Linked DNA regions of Triticum aestivum: region 1 is linked to region 2. The links are chromatin contacts, called in public Hi-C maps. All regions are on one chromosome and are shown on one strand. Each heading gives the region's core, a stretch centred on a gene start, on an enhancer-like site or on the middle of the called end of the contact. The rest is flanking DNA. Distances are from core to core; before and after follow the strand shown.

Region 1 (5,858 bases), core at 3,055-5,554, 350 kb after region 2:
TCTCGAGTGCGTGCAAGCGCACGCACAACAGCCGCGTTGACCGCTCCTCTACTTCCCCTGCGTCCTCCTGTCGAGCGCCGGAACGGACAGCAGCAGCACCAGCCGCGCCCGTCATCGCCTGGAGCCGCCATGCCAAGTCCCCTGCCTCGCCGGAGCCGCTGCACCGAGCTCCGATCCCCGACTCCCCTTGCTGGATCTGAACCCAGGCGCCTCCCCGTGCTCCGTTCCGCCCATTCCGGCTGGTTCCCGCTTACCCCATCGCCAGGACAGGACCCCCTGCCGCCGTCTTCTGCATCGCCTGCTGCTGCTTCTGTTCTTCAGAAACGAGCGCCCGCAGAGCCTTCTCCTCCCGCGTTGACCAGCGTCCTGCTTCCTGATCCAGTGCCTGGGCTGGCCTCGCCTCGTTCCTCATCGCACCTCGCCCACGGCCCAGCAAGGCGCTGCAGCCCAGCCTCTCCACCAATCGGCCCGTGTGGCCCATGGTGAGCGCCAAATCCAGCACCCCCTTTTTTTCTGTGTTGTTAGCCCATCCAGATTCGGCCCAGTTCATGTTTTTTTCCAGCTATGCGAATTTGTCTAATTTCTAGAGTTGTCTGTTTTACAGAAAAACCCCTAGAGTTCATGCATTTAATAACTCACAAGTGGTGCATCATATGTAAAAACTTTATATATGAAAAATGCTTAGTTTTTCATCTAGTTTCATAATCTGCTGCTTTCATCCATGTTAAAATGCTTAAACTTGCTGTTTGTTTAATTTTGCATAAATGCCATGCTAAAATGATTTATTTCATAACTAAATACAGTAGCTCCAATTTTAATAAACTTTATATGTAAATGGGGTGGAAAAATGCATAGATTAACATGGTGGCATCACTTTGAATGTTTAACAACTCTAAAATTTTGTATAGGGCAGAATAGTAGCAAATTCATAAATTGCATATGAGGATTTTTCGGAATTGTTGTTTGTTGTTCCGGACTCATTTAAACTTGCCTAAATAGTTAGTTTACTTATGCTTCACCTCTTGCCATGTTTAACAACATTTAATATTGTTGGGTACAAAACCGAGAGAGAACTAAATAATTGATGTGGCGTTTCGTCAATATGCAACTCGTTGCATATTGAGCTCCACTTAACTTGTAGTATTGTTTGTTGCACTTGGCCATGCCATGCCTCATTAAACCGGACATGCATCATCTTGATTGTGCATCATGCCATGTTTATGTGATGTTTGTTTACCATGTTGTGTGCTTCTTCTCGATAGTTCCCGTTTCGTTGCGATCGTGAGGATTCGTTCGTCTATGCTTGGTTGGTCTTCGTGGCTTCATCTTCTTCATGGACTCGTTCTTCTTCCTAGCTGGATTCCAGGCAAGATGATCGTCACCTTGGATCTCACTACTATCATTGCTATGCTAGTTGCTTCGTTCTATCGCTTTGCTGCGCTACCTATCACTTGTTCTTCAAGCCTCCCAATTTGCCATGTCAGCCTCTAACCTTTTCACCCTTCCTAGCAAACCGTTGTTTGGCTATGTTACCGCTTTGCTCAGCCCCTCTTATAGCGTTGTTAGTTGCAGGTGAAGTTGAAGATTGCTCCATGATGGACAGGATTATGTTGGGATATCACAATATCTCTTATTTAATTAATGCATCTATATACTTGGTAAAGGGTGGAAGGCTCGGCCTTATGCCTGGTGTTTTGTTCCACTCTTGCCGCCCTAGTTTCCGTCATACCGGTGTTATGTTCCTTGATTTTGCGTTCCTTACACGGTTGGGTGATTTATGGGACCCCCTTGACAGTTCGCTTTGAATAAAACTCCTCCAGCAAGGCCCAACCTTGGTTTTACCATTTGCCTCACCACCACCTACACCTTTCCCTTGGGTCGGACAACCCGAGGGTCATCTTTATTTTAGCCCCCCGGGCCAGTGCTTCTCTAAGTGCTGGTTCGAACCGAGCAACCTGCGGGACCACCTCGCGGGAAACTTGAGGGCTGATTTTACTCGTAGCTTGACTTATCCGGTGTTGCCCTGAGAACGAGATATGTGCAGCTCCTATCGGGATTGTCGGCACATCGGGCGGCTTTGCTGGTCTTGTTTTACCATTGTCGAAATGTCTTGTAAACCGGGATTCCGAGACTGATCGGGTCTTCCTGGGAGAAGGAATATCCTTCGTTGACCGTGAGAGCTTGTGATGGGCTAAGTTGGGACACCCCTGCAGGGTATAAACTTTCGAGAGCCGTGCCCGTGGTTATGTGGCAGATGGGAATTTGTTAATGTCCGGTTGTAGATAACTTGACACTTGACTTAAGTAAAATGCATCAACCGTGTGTGTAGCCGTGATGGTCTCTTTTCGGCGGAGTCCGGGAAGTGAACACGGTTTATGGGTTATGTTTGACGTAAGTAGGAGTTCAGGATCACTTCTTGATCATTGCTAGCTTCACGGCCGTTCCGCTTGCTCTCTTGTCGCTCTCATTTGCGTATGTTAGCCACCATATATGCTTAGTCGCTGCTGCAACCTCACCACTTTACCCTTTCCTTTCCCATCAAGCTTTGCTAGTCTTGATACCCATGGTAATGGGATTGCTGAGTCCTTGTGGCTCACAGATTACTACTACAATAGTTGCAGGTACAGGTTATGCGATGATCATGACGCGAGAGCGATGTTTGCTTGTTTTGGAGTTCTTCTTCTGCTTCTTCTTCGATCAGGGGATAGGTTCCAGGTCGGCAGCCTGGGCTAGCAGGGTGGATGTCGTTTGAGTTTCTGTTTGTGTTTCATCCATAGTCGGATGGTGCTCTTACGTAAGATGATGTTGTATTCGTGTGGCATTGTATGCCTTTTGTATGTATCCCCATCTATTATGTAATGTTGATGTAATGATATCCACCTTGCAAAAGCGTATCAATATGCGGTTCTATCTTTGGTGGGACCTTCGAGTCTCTTTAGGATAGTATCACATATTGGGCGTGATATGACCTTTTGTATACTCGTATTGCGTGGCAAAAATTTAGACATCGACTCGGCTGCTGGCATATATAGTTTTTTATATTAAATTAGTAATTCTGAATATGTGCCCCAAGTGGGGAAGTCCAACTCCCTTATAAGGAGGTACAAGTTGCATATGTGGCATATGTGCCAAATTCAGATAAAACCACATCTGATATGCGGGCCGGCGTGGGTGCCGGCAGAGCAGACACCGCATAACGAAACTGTAACGTCGGCAGAGCAGACACCGCATAGCGAAACTGTAACCGTTTTACAGTTTCACTATGCGGTGTCTGCTCTGCCGGCGCCCATGCCGGCCCGCAAAACCGTTTTTACATTAATTGTAAATAAGTTTTGCGGGTCGGCGATATACACGTGTGCTAGAGATGCTCTAAGGCATTGTTTGGATAGGAAGAATATACAAAACTAGATCTCTATAAACTACGAAAACTGTTTAATCGTATAAAACCTTGTTTGGCTACTCCACCTAATCCATGGATTTAGGAACTTAGTTTCCAGAAAACCAGGATTCCGGGTTTGTGGAAAAACGACTATTTGTCGTTTTTGCAAAATCGCGTTTCACAAATACTGATACAACTACTTTTCTCCACATCTCTCTCGTTCTTCAACATTTCATTGGCTCTAGTTTTGCTTCAGGAAGAGTATAAGTCGTTTGATAGCTCCATTGGTGACCACGAGACGAGCGCAACAATTTGACCTTCAGGCAGGTGATGGACTGAGCTCCGGCACCGGCATGGTCACCGCCGCGCGGCTGACCGCCATGGACGTCAGGGTGGACGGCGGCGAGCATTCTCACGAGTTATGCGGTGCCTGGGTGTGGCTGCTCCGTTCGCATCACAGACGGCCTCGGCCACCAAGGTAAACGCTCGCCGGCAGCCGCCCGCACATGCTGGAGGTGCGAGGGCAGGCGAGCCGCAACCCAGATGGAGCATGTGCAAGGAGGAAGCAACGACCTCGGTGCCATGGAAAGAGCCATAGCCGGTCGATAGCACGCACAGCCTTGCGGGCCGACTGGAGGCGAGCAGTAGCCTGGGCGGAGGAAGAACCATATCTGGAGTTTGGTCATGTACTCTCGTCAATGGACGATAGGGGAAGAAGGAGAAGGTCACGGGCTCACGGGTTGACAGCAAAAGAAAAATAAGAGTTGGCTATCCAAACAATGAACTGTACCAGCCCGGTTATATTTTTTGCTAACCCAAACAAAGTTTTCTATAAACTCGTTAACCATAAAAAATATTGTAAAACTGGTTTTGTGAAAATTCAGCTAAAAACTCGTACTATATATACCCATGGATAAAATTCACTATCCAAACAACGCCTAAGGGACGGCAAATCCTGCTGTTTCACACAAAAACAAAGAAAACCCCCGAGTTTCTGTCTTGGTTCGGTACAGCCCGGCTGTGGCACGCACGGACGGCAGGTGGCGCGACGACACCTTTTCCTTCTTCCTTCTCGCTTTCCTCCACGAATCCGATTCAATCTCCTCTCTGTCCCCTCGTAGATCCGATCACCAGCGAGGTTCAGATTTGAGGGAGGGGAAGGATGGGGGCTTGGATGTCCCGGGTCTGGTTTCTCATGTTCCCGGCCAAGGAGTACAAGATCGTGGTCGTGGGGCTCGACAACGCCGGAAAGACCACCTCGCTCTACAAGCTCCACCTCGGCGAGGCGGTCACCGCCGCGCCCACCATCGGCAGCAACGTCGAGGAGGTCGTGTTCAAGAATATACGCTTCGAGGTCAGCGCTCCAGCCCCTCCCTTTTCTCCCGGTCTGGATGCTAGAATCCGAATTTGCGCGGCTAGATTTGCTGTTGCCAGTATACTCAGATCCTGCTTCTTGCTCCATGGTTCGTGTGCTCAGAAAGCATGACATATCATGCATCCGGCGCTGTATGTTTTTTCCTTGAGATTAAAGATCTGGTCTCGGGAAGAGGGTTAGGAGATACAAAAGAGTTATTTGTTTCTTCCTTGAGAAGTTCTAGCAGCGATGAGCAGCAGGCGATCTTGGTTGCCTCTGTAGGTCTGTGTACGTTCATAGCTCCATGGGCATGTGAACACTTTAGCGAAATTGCAGATAATGAATTCCTTGCTGTTAGATATATTGAGTAGCTTAGATTTGCCTATCTTACATGTCACTATGCTGACTTGCTGAGGATGGTACATACCACGTACCTCCATCCAGACTAGTAGTAAAAGGAGGACCTTCTACCTATAGCAGGAACTTTTTGATCTACTTTCATAGTTTGTTTCTGAACATGTCTGAGCACCCATATTTTGCCCTACTAATAAATTGTTCAAGTTCGGAACAGACATGCCAATAAGGAAATGATCCAATTGGATATGAAAAAGAAAGTCAAGCTTGTTGTACATATGCAAAATTTAACACAATAGTGGAACTGTCTCACATATATACATTAGTTGCCTACTAGTTTTCTGGCCATGTCCAGAAAATTGAAATTTATTTAGATGTTGTCAAACCTTTGGTATGCCCATTTCCAATTGCACATTGGTGCCAGTATTGACCAAAACAATGGCTATCAGATTCTAGCAGGATTGGCCTGGGCACCAACTGTTGTGTCAAACCCAGTCTACAGGATTGAACACAGCTGCCGTTGCTTAAGCTAGGCTTTCTCCAGTCCAAAAGCCTGAGGTAGCTAAGTAACGTGAGGCTTTCTCTGGTTAGAAAGGAGCTGAGTAGTGGACGATGAGTAGTAGTAGTCTTTCTCCAGTAAAAAGCCTAAGGTGGAGAACTAGTATTAGACTTTATCTAGTCAAAAAGGCTGAGCTGAATTATACTACAGCTCATATAGTACAGCCTCAAGTTTGCAAGCATCCTTATAAAAGGGCATATGCACCTCTGTTG
Region 2 (5,122 bases), core at 2,443-4,942:
AAAACTAACTAGAACTTGTGCAGTGATCAAAAACTAACATATTCTTCTACTGCCCTTGCTTTGAAAACTAGAACCGGTGGCTGTCAAAAACTAACAAAAACTAACTAGAACTAACATATATTAACTAGAACCAGAAACAAAAACTAACAAAAACTAACCAAAGACTAACTAGAACCAAAAAGAAAAACTAACAAAAACTAACATATACACGACTACTGCCCTTGCTGTGAAAACTAGAAACTTGACTGGCATTTTAGGAATGTTCAACTTCTCCTTGATCTAAAATTAGGACCAGCGGGTTGTTAGCACTGTACCATATGGTTGTTAGCACTATACCATATGTCAAAATGAGTGGTAACCATATGTCAAAATTAGGACCAAATTCTACTGCCCTTGCTTTGACTGGCATTCTTCTAAGATACTAAGATAACCTAGGGCAGGCCTTTTGATTGTGCTATCATTTTTTATCATGGGCAGACAGTACCAGGCAAATCAAAACTAACTAGATCGTAACAGATTTTGAACCCTAGGCCTTTTGAACCCCAGAATAGATCATAACAGATTTCGCATCATGGGCACACTTACTTGAGGGCAAGGAGCGGTCGAGGTCGAGGTGGCGCGGGGCGGGGGGGGGGGGCGCCAGGGCAGCGGGGGCGGCGCGGCGACGGTGTTGGCGCGGGGCGGAGAGGGGGTCGCCGGGGCAGCGCGGTGATGTGGGTGGCACGGGGCGATGGCGACACGGGGGCGGGGAAGCCGGTGACAGGGGTGGTGCGGGGCGGCGACGGCTCGGGCTCGGGGAGGAGAAAGGGCACAGTGAGAGTGGTCGGGCGTGGGCGTGTTTGATTTTTAGTTAGGGCACGGTTCTTTGACGTCTGCTAGCAGACGACAAAGAGCCTACCTAACGAACGTCAGTTTAAGCACTTCCTTTGTCGTCTGCTAGCTGACGGCAGAGAAAGTGGCTATTAGGTGGTTCTCACTAGTGTGCCACTCTGTCTCTTTGCCTTCCGCTGGCTGACGGGAAAGCTTCTGTGCCACCCGCTAGCTGACGGCAAAGATCTGGCTGACGGCAAACACACTCTTCGCCGTCAGCTTTTTGTATATTGATGGCAAAGACCTTCTTTGCCATCAGCTAGCTGACGACAAAAGATCTGGCTAACGGCAAAGATCCTGATTCGAGTAGTGTACCTCTAGAAATAGCAGCACATGAGTATATGACTACATATGCCAATTATGAAGAAATTGAGCTGTTGTGGCATTACCTGTTCGCCACGTTGCCAACGTTGCCTGTGTTCGCCATGACTCGATGGTCACCACGTCGGAAATGACCCTCACCTTGACATCTATCTGCAGCCAATCAACATGGTGGGTAGAGGTTAGTGGCAACAACTGAACTGATGGTCAGATCGTAGCAGCTAGCAGAATGGTCAGTTAGCTTGGTAGAATCGTACAGGTCATGGAGCCAAAAACATATGAAGCAATATAGATAAAATTCAGACTAGCGACCAATCTATCTTCAGTTCCTGGCTTTAGGACTAAAATCACCACATCGTTCTGTGAGCTCTTCAACCTAGCCGGGTGAACCTAAATGACAATAAAGTTACCTCAATACTTTGATCCAGATTGAAGAAGGTTGTACAGATCCTCTCTACAGAAACATGTGCTATTGAAGAATATGTCATTGACGATATTGTATTCCTATACACTTCCAATGGTTGTTGCTACTCCTCATACATAAGGAACATGTGGTGCTCAGTGCTATAGGAAGGAAACATTGGTGCAAATGGCATGAATACAGAATCATACAGACAACTGAGTATGAAAACCACCTTGTTGATCATGGCTTTGCCGAAGACCTGGAGCTGCCAGTTGAGAACACCATGCTCATCTCCCGTGTCCTACGAAGAAGCATAGGTCAGGGAGGCGCAGTACAACACCGAGGGCAGCCATCGGCGATGGGAGGACCCTGGAGCCTGGTGTACTGAGAGCAGTAGCGTCCTTGTCGTTGGTGGCGGCGGTGTCCAGGAAATTGCCACGGCTTCCAGGTCAACTCCTCAATCGGCGATGGGATGCAACGTTCAATTGAGTGGAGTGGGGGCGTGCACTTGTACGCCTACAACACGTCGTGGAAGCCTTGGGTTGCTCGTAGCGCCAGATCTGGGTGCCTGGAGGCATTGAGCCTGTGCGCCGCTGGGGCACCGCCGCACCAGGACGCCGATCGGCAAGAGAGAAGGGGAAGAAGTCGAGCTCCTATGAAGAATAGGGAGGCAGGGATGGGCACGGACGACGAGGACAAGGGACCTCGCCGTCAACCAGGAAGACGGCGGTGGCGGCCAACCATACTTCGTCCAGTAAGACAGCCGCGGGTGACGGGTCATCGAGACGGCGGCGGGTCGCAGGATGTGGGTGGAGTCGTGGACTCGTGGATGGAGGTTGACTGCGTGCGTGGATGGTGGTTTTCCGATTTGTATTGTCTGTTTTTGTTCTTTTTGGTTTTTTGTGCGTGAAATTTTCAATCGTGCGGGAGCGAGGGGTGAGACGAAGAGGAGGAAGCTGGTTGAAACATCACGACGTTCGATTCTCCAGATCACCCGACGGATGCGTAACAATGCCGTAATAATATTTGATTTTCCGTACATAAAGAAGACCGAAATCACTAATTAAGGAGTACTCTTGCGGAGATCACTCCAACTTCTCAGGTTGTGACAAGTGGCGTGCTGTATGTGCGCCACTTATCGCAACCTGAGAGTTTTCTTTTTTTCGTAGATCCGTTTATTAAAAACGTTTTATCTTTTAAACCGTGCGTCCAACTCTCAAACCGCTTTTGCCGTTGGATTTCTCGCATCGAGATCTTCAAAACTAGATCCTATGTTGATAGGTTTTGACGAACTTTTTTTCACGAAAAAACTAAACGAAAAAAACCGACGAAAAAACCGAACCATGAACACTGGTTTTTTCCCTTTCAGAAAGAGGCACGCCCGTGTCTCTGACGAAATCACAACCCCTCTTGCGAAAAAAACAGAAAACGCATTTTTTTCCCTTTTCGAAAGAGGAACGCCCGTGCCTCTCGCGAAAGCACAACCGCGCCTCTCGCGAAAGCAAAACCGTGCCTCTCGCGAAAGAAAAAAAACAGAAAATGTATTTTTTTCGTTTCGGAGGAGGCATGGCCGTGACTCTCGCGAAAGCACAACCGTGCCCCTCGCGGAAGCAAAACTGTGCCTTCCGCGAAAGGGAAAAAAAATAGAAAACACGTTTTTTCCGTTTCCAAGACTCGCGAAAACAAAACCGTGACTCTCGCGAAAAAAATGTGTTTTTTTCGAAAAAATTATTTTTTTTCAAAAAAAAGTTTTTGGTCGAAAAGCTAGGGAAGACCGGTGGAAAACCAAAACGTCAAAATAGACCGTTTAAAAAGCCGAAAACACGTGCAAAAAAATAAAAAAATAAAATTCGGAGGGAGCATCCAGAGCGCGACACGTGGCGAATGGCTAAGAGCGCGTCAAATGGCGCTGATCGTTGCCAGTCTTTCAAAGGAGCGCTGGTTAATTAGTTAGCTCCAAAAAAGACCCATTGTGATCGTGCTGGCGGAAATGTACGTGCGAACGTTGGGCGCATGTGTTTCAGCCCGTAGTTCTTGTTGGGCCGAAACCCAGCCCAGCCTTCGTGCTTAATACAGCCGCCTAACGGCGTAGATTTCTCACACAAAGCCTCTTGTCCAAGCGCAGCTAGGGTTTTGCTCCGCCGCAACGCACGATCTAGATCCCCACACTTCCCTAACCCTACCCAACCCTACACCTCCCGGCGGCAGCGGCAGCGTCAAGATGAGGCCTATTCTCATGAAGGGGCACGAGCGCCCGCTCACGTTCCTGAAGTACAACCGGGACGGCGACCTGCTGTTCTCATGCGCCAAAGACCACACCCCCACCGTCTGGTACGCCGACAACGGCGACCGCCTCGGCACCTACCGCGGACACAACGGCGCGGTATGGTCCTGCGATGTCTCCCGCCACTCCACGCGTCTCATCACGGGGAGCGCCGACCAGACTGCCAAGCTCTGGGACGTCAAGACGGGGAAGGAGCTCTTCACCTTCAGATTCGACGCCCCCGCGCGCTCCGTGGACTTAGCCATCGGCGACCACCTGGCGGTCATCACCACCGACAGTTTCATGGGGAATATGCCCACCGCGCAGGTCAAGCGCATCGCCGAGGACCTGCAAGACCGTACGGTTTACTCTTCTCCGCCTGGAAGTTTCTAGATGTCTAGTTGTGACGTGAATGTGGATTTTATAGTGTGCGTTTGTGGTTTGCAGAGACGGAGGAGTCAGCGCTTGTGATCTCCGGCATCACGGGGAGGATTAACAGGGCCGTGTGGGGGCCCGGCAACCGGACCATCATCACCGCCGGTGAGGATGCCACCATCCGCATCTGGGACTCTGAGGTTAGCACCCCAAGCTTGCACGTAGTCTTGTTCAGTCATGCTGGCTATTAATTCTGTGGCCTATTAGGGTGTCTGGTGCCATGTACCTGTGGCAATTTGCTCTTGGTAGGAACTTGCAACTAGTGTTGCATGATTGTCGATGTAGTGGTTGTAATGTAAAATGTTACTTGAGCTCAGTGCTTTATATTTCACACGCGACCCGAATTTCCTTGTCATGTGGTCTGATTCTGTGAGTTTCTTATAGCCAACAACTCCTTGAATTGACACAGCAAACAGTTAGTATCTGTAAATCTGGCCATATCTTGTGGCTGCTTAGTACTCTAGTCCACCTTACTAGAGTACTTTCCCTCACTAGAATGCAATTTTCTTTCCGTGGGTCTTTCATTAGAAAGAATGAAGGAACCAATAGGTTATCTCCTGCAAAGTTTACATGCCACTCTCTCGTCATTCAATGTATGTTGTACATGCCCGGTGTTTAATTAAATCAGTATGTACAATGTTGCTTTCCCATTTTGTATGATGTTGTGCATTTATGTTTTATTTTCTCTGGGATTGTAGACCGGAAAGCTGCTGAAGGAGTCAGACAAGGAGGTTGGACATCAGAAGGCAATTAGCTCACTGTCAAAATCCTTAGATTGGTCTCATTTCCTCACAGGTTCCTTGGATAAATCTGCCAAGGTGATACTTTTG

The links. A called contact is a pair of places that touch in the nucleus more often than the background predicts.
Region 1: a contact with region 2 is called in a Hi-C map of leaf, with 6 times the contacts expected there. The contact joins the promoter of LOC123092125 here to the promoter of LOC123092124 in region 2. A contact is called at or near these places in 2 of 5 Hi-C or Micro-C datasets (both in leaf).

The regions. Positions count from the first base shown.
Region 1 is chr4B:340,370,060-340,375,917 of IWGSC CS RefSeq v2.1, forward strand. It overlaps LOC123092125 (ADP-ribosylation factor-like protein 5), which reads left to right and starts at 4,305. Exons shown (of 3, transcript XM_044513806.1): 1 at 4,305-4,419; 2 at 4,501-4,733. The coding sequence starts at 4,542.
Region 2 is chr4B:340,022,100-340,027,221 of IWGSC CS RefSeq v2.1, forward strand. LOC123092124 (eukaryotic translation initiation factor 3 subunit I) reads left to right here and starts at 3,693. Exons shown (of 8, transcript XM_044513805.1): 1 at 3,693-4,215; 2 at 4,305-4,432; 3 at 4,991-5,110. The coding sequence starts at 3,816.